Regions from separate parts of the Callithrix jacchus genome. Here region 2 is linked to region 1. A link is a contact called in public Hi-C data. All regions are on one chromosome and are shown on one strand. The core of a region is the stretch at or near the end of the contact, and the rest is flanking DNA. Distances in the headings are between cores, read along the strand shown.

The links. A called contact is a pair of places that touch in the nucleus more often than the background predicts.
Region 2: a contact with region 1 is called in a Hi-C map of skeletal muscle, with 4 times the contacts expected there. The contact joins two enhancer-like sites. A contact is called at or near these places in 2 of 3 Hi-C or Micro-C datasets (both in skeletal muscle).

What each region holds. Positions count from the first base shown.
Region 1 is chr21:50,616,768-50,619,490 of calJac240_pri, forward strand. All of the region lies in intron 2 of SLX9 (SLX9 ribosome biogenesis factor), which reads left to right. Among named protein-coding and RNA genes, the nearest start is that of SLX9, 20 kb to the left of the region's middle. Within about 2 kb of position 1,389, at least 9 of the 16 cell types and tissues checked have an H3K27ac peak or open chromatin away from gene starts, as enhancers often do. A contact at or near this core is called in skeletal muscle, where this site is marked.
Region 2 is chr21:50,791,556-50,794,278 of calJac240_pri, forward strand. The region is part of intron 2 of ADARB1 (adenosine deaminase RNA specific B1); the gene reads left to right. Among named protein-coding and RNA genes, the nearest start is that of ADARB1, 59 kb to the left of the region's middle. Within about 2 kb of position 1,321, at least 2 of the 16 cell types and tissues checked have an H3K27ac peak or open chromatin away from gene starts, as enhancers often do. A contact at or near this core is called in skeletal muscle, where this site is marked.

The DNA of each region.
Region 1 (2,723 bases), core at 139-2,638:
GCTGCATCTCTCCCTGGAGTCCCATTATTAGAGCAGAGAGCGCTGGCAGCACTGTGGCAGCGGAGAAGGCTGTGGCTCTGGCGGGTCGGTCTGCTTGCCCACATCTCCGGAATTGCAGCTGCAGAGCGCATGCCCTGGCTCCCGGGCGGCAGCGTCTCACCTGCGCTTTTCCTGTCATGGGTTTTTAGGCAGCCTGTACCTAAGTGTCACCCATCCCTCTCTCTTTGCGGGGCCATTCAGCCCAAGCTGCAGGTTTCTGCCCGGCCAGCCGGTGCTCCAGAGAGCAAAGCCACCCCCAGTGCTCTGTGACCAGTCGGCTCAGGGCTGGTTTCTGGTCACTCCTGAGGGCAGGGCCGAGGTGGGGTCTTTCAGGGTCAAGGGTTGGCTGTTCCTGGAACAGCTCTGGAGTCCTCCTCATGTGCCTCCCAGGGAGGTCCCCACACGGTGCGTGTGAGCTTGGCGCCTCTCTGCAGGCCGGCTCTGTGGCAGCTGCATCCTGGACTCCTGAGGCTCAGGCAAGGGCACGGCTTCTCCTCATCCTCCTTGTCTTCATCTCCATCATGCATCTGCCCTGCATCTTGCAGTCCAGCTCAGGTATAGGTGCTGTGGCAGCCGAGAGCACCCTGGGGACCACTGGCTGGCCCCAGGCTGGAGATCGCAGGAGCCGCCCATACCCCGAGGCCTCGTCTTTCACCCTCTAAGCCTGTTCACTGCCAGTAGCAATGGGTGGCCCGGAGCGTTCTGCAAGTGTGAGGAGTGGATGGCAGTCACGGCATATTCCCCCATGGGGAGGCCTGGGCTCTGTCTTGGAGGGAAATGAGGGATTTCCTGTCTCAGCCCCTGTCTGGGGTTCTGTGAGGTTCAGTTTAATGGGAACTTAGCGGTCCTCCCTGACGCTTTTGAGCTGTGGACTGAGCAGCCAGAAGGAATGGCGATGTCTGAGCTGCCCGTGCAGCAGGTGGCCTGGGGTAAAGCGGACAGGGCACAGGGCACGGGGCAAGAAGCCTCTCTGTGCCCAACGGGGAATGCCGAGCTCACAGCCACCTCCGCCCTTCTGACTTTGCAGCGTCAGCTCGACCAGCTGGCCAAGCATGTGAGGTTGTGTTTTTACCATCAGTTTGGGCTTGCTATTCCTGATGCCCAGTTGGACTTCAGGCCCCTGTGTGAGCTCAGGCTGGGGCCACCTGCCTCAGGTGTGGCCGTTGCTGCCGTCCCTTCGTCACTAGTCAGACATGGTTGGTGACCTTCCCCTCCCCATAGCCACTGGGACTGTAGTGCTGGCACTGCTGGGATCTGGGTTTGGGGTAAGGCCCAGGACAGGGGCGGCTCCAGACACCCTCACTTGAGGCCTGGTGTCTGCACTCCCAGCCCAGCCCTCCTCCAAGCTGGCATTTCTGCTGCACCCATGGGGCATCTCCTGCTCCCTGCGCTTCCGCAGCACCCGGGAGAGCTGTGGTGGACTGTCTTGGCTGTGTGCCTTGTCAACTTAGAAACCGGAGCAGCTCCAGCTGACTTCCCACTGTTCCCATCACAGGGTGGGGTGCCCTGGGCCTGCGGGGTTGAGAGGAGCAGGGCACGCAGGGCGAGCACCCTCTATAGCCTGTGGCACCAATTCTGTCTCAGTGAACCCATCAGGCCATCCAGAGGCGGGAAGTGGGAGCAGGCATGAACCTGTGCCAGGGCATTTCACCGAGGGCGCCTTGGGCCCAGAAAGTGGCGGGAGCAGGGGGCCGTGGGGCCACCGCCAGCAGTTCCAGGCAGTCTCTGCCCCGGCTTCAGCATTCCAAGCCCTCTCCTCCTGCAGGAAGCGGCATGTTTGGTTCCTGTTTTCTTGGTGTCATGGCAATGGGGCCAGGGAGCTCCCTGGGGCCAGAGCCGGGAAGGGTCACTGTGCTGCGTTCCTGACCGGGCCTGCGCCCGGGCCTCGTTTTCTTCATTCCGACGCAAGACAGGTCACTGTTCGGGTCAGTTTCCACTGGTCTTAGATTCATTTTTCTTTTGAAACTATTTGAAGACCATAGAAAGCTGCAGCGTGAGCCCCTCCCCTTTGTGTTTGGAGCCAGAGGTCGGGGATGCTGCGACGGAAAGTAGGTCAGCCCGGGCTCATCAGGAAGCTGTGGGAGGGGGTTAAATCCCGCGGGAGCCCTGGGAGGCTCCACACCAGCTCCTGACGTGAAGTCTGTGACGCCAAGCACAGTGACTGCCCTTCTCCAGGCAGAGCTGCTTCTGCTTTGTTTTTCCTTAGACACGGTGGGTTTGTTGGACACGGTGGGTTTGCTGGATTTCTCTTTAATGCAGACAGGAAGGTCTGCATTAAAGAGAAATCGGGAGACACGTCTTGTATGGATGTGTTCTGGGGAGAACGCGTCTGAGGCTGAACTGTCTCAGGAAATCAGTTAAGACCGAGGAATTGGGGGTGTCCGTGAGTCCACTCTGTTTCAGAGGAAACTGGAGTCAGAGATACAGCACCCAGTGAGTGCCCTCTCCATCTGTCCCCACCTGCACAGCCCTGCAGGCTTGCCCTACCCCCACCCGTCCCCCGAGCAAATGAGGCTCCTTTCCCCACCTGCCGGGCAGGGGCCTGGGCTCTGAGGGGACCAAGCACAAGGGGCACCTGTGGATTCACTTTCTGGGGCTCCCTGAGAGGCAGCCTCTTTCCCTGGGGTTACAAGACTTTCTAGGAGGTGACAGTAGTCTCTGGATACATGTCCTAAACTCACTTC
Region 2 (2,723 bases), core at 71-2,570, 170 kb after region 1:
CCATGAGCCTCTGTAGGGCTCTTCTCTGCATGGGGGTCCTGGAGATGGGCAGACTGGGTGGACTGCCAATCCGTTCAGGGCCTTTGAATGAAGCACGTTATCTAAGGGCACTAATTCTGGATCCTCAGATATTGTGACAAAAACTTGACATTTTTCTTCCTTCAAAGTAATTTATTGACTAAAATAACTGATGGAGCAAAGGTGATGCCTTAGTACCTAAATATTCCAGAAGATTACTGACATAAAGTCAAAATTTGGCTAAGAACAAGAAGTCTCTCAGAATGTGCTTTTCGCACAAGCCCCTGCACCAGGAAGCTATCTGTGTGGTGTTGGGCCTGACTGATTTGCATCAGCTCAAGGGCGCTCAGGCACGTGGCATCCCCCTGTAAGGTCAGCGGAGGGAGAGCAGCTGGCCAGGTCAGAGCATTCATTTCTGTCCGAAGCTCTGTGGGGAATAAAGATGGCTTTTCCAGTAGCCTCTGTCATTCCAGAGAGTTTTAAGATTGCTTTTATTTGTTGTTCTACTCTGGAACTATGAAGCCAGACCAAAGAAATGTTTCCACACCAGGTTTTGCCCAGAGTCTTTAAAATGTTTATGAACGTCTTTAACTTGAGGCCCTCACAATTTTCTGAGCCCCCATAAGGTACAGAATAGGGGCCAGGTCTGCTCCCTTGTGAGGGCTGGGGGACATTGGCTCCACTGGGCATGGCTCCTTCCTGTGGATGGCTTAGGAGATGTGAGATTCATTTTCAGATGTGACAATCCAGATGTGGGGTGGGTGGCACGTTTTTTTTTTTTTTTGCCCAGTTATATCCGAGTAAAAGGAGGACAAATTCTTACTGAACCTATGCAATAAACTACATTGTCAGGAGGAGTAAAGCATCTTAGTGTGAGTGTTCCTGAATTCTCAACGTTCAGGAGCAGTGTTCCATTTCAGCTCCAAAAGCAGTCTACTGGATTTACGGCTAGAGAGAGATGAAGAGAAAGAGAAGGGGCTTCCTTGTGCGCACATTGGTAAATACAGCATGAAAGAGAATACCAGCAATATTCCAAAGCCACAACCAGCATTTCCCTGCCAGCTCCTCAAGTCTTACTTCCTGTCTGCTGGCTTGTCATAGTCATGTGCTTCTCGGCTCAAAACCCCTGGGAGCCCAGTTCATTTCCCTGGTGGAGTCGGACAGTTGTCGAAGGGGTGTCAGGTTCTGTTCAGCAGCCTGAGCCCGATTCTGTTCCTTGTAGTGTCAGTAGTGAAGGTGCCTGTGCATTCATTTTCTGTCGTGCAGGGACTGCCGTCGCATCTGACTCTGAGGGTCCTCTAACAAGCCCACTGGCTATTGGCAGAGCTCAGTTCCTTGTGGCCATAGGCCTATGGGGCTTGACTCCTGGAGACTGCCCATAGCCCCTGCCCTGTGGCCCTCTCCACAGCATGGCAGTTTGCCTCTCAAGATGTATAGGCAAGGGTCTCCCCTCTTCCTTTCCTCACTGACTTCTCCTGTCTTTCAGGGCTTTACCTGATCAGGCCAGACCCACTCAGGAAAATCTCCCTTTTGATGAACTCAGTCACCTGATGAGATGCCTTAATTGCATCTGTGACATCCCTTCATCTTTGCCTTATGTAACGCTTTATCCCATTATATTCACAATTCCTCCCACCTGCAAGGGCAGGGGAGTGTACAGGTGTGTACCCCAGGAGCAGGATGCTAACGCTGCACTGACTGAGAAAAGAATTTGTCACACCTGTGTGTACCTGAAAGAGGTGTGTGCCCAACAGTGGTGTGTGCACCTGACAGGAGTGAGTGTGTCTCACATAGGTATGTGTGCCCGGGGTGTGTGTACCCAACAGAGGTATGTGCAACCAGGGTGTGTGTGTGTCTGACATGGGTATGTGCACCCGGCAAGGATGCGTGAGCCTGACGGGTGTATGTGTCTGACATGGGTGTGCGCACCTGGCAGGGGTGTATGTGTCTGACATGGGTGTGTGCGCCCGGCAGAGGCATGTGCCTGACAGAGGCCTGGCTTAGTGTTCAGGGTCCACAGTACGTGAAGAATCCTACAGATCCTTGTGGACAAGGCAGTACGGTGGAATTTGGGGCAAAAGACTTGCATAGATTTTTTTTTTTTTAAACAAAAGATGAGATTGAAATGGCAGTGAGCTCATGCTTGTTTATCCAGTGAGCATTGAGGACCTCCTAAGGCCAGGCCCATGATGAAGATCCTGAGGATGAAGACGCCTTGCCATTCAGGTCAGTGGTTGACGGCAGTCGAAGTCAGGGGCACCCAGTACCACACCCCTGGCTACTGCTGACAGCAGGGTGAGTCCCCTGCCACGTGGGCAGAGCCGCCTCTGCAGATTCCCAGGTGGATCTCCTGGGCAAGGACTGGCAGGCTATGGCCTGTGAGCAGATTCTGCAACCTGAAAGCTAAGAAGGGTTTTTACATTTTTAAGGAGTTATAAAACAAAACAGGAAGAATCTGCAACAGAGACCATATATGGTTTGTAGAAATGGACAAACCTGCTCTAAGGGGCTCGCTTGCTGGTGGGGCCTCGTCTGGGTTGCCAATTCGGCCGACTCTGGAATTGGAAGGTCTCAAGGAAGGCTATGTGCTGGGTAGGATTTCTAGATCCCAAAATGCTTTGTTTCCATCCAAACTCACAGGGCAGGAAGAGCCCTCCTCCCTGTTCCTCAGCAGAGGCGTCTACACTGTGTGCTTAGTGGCCTAC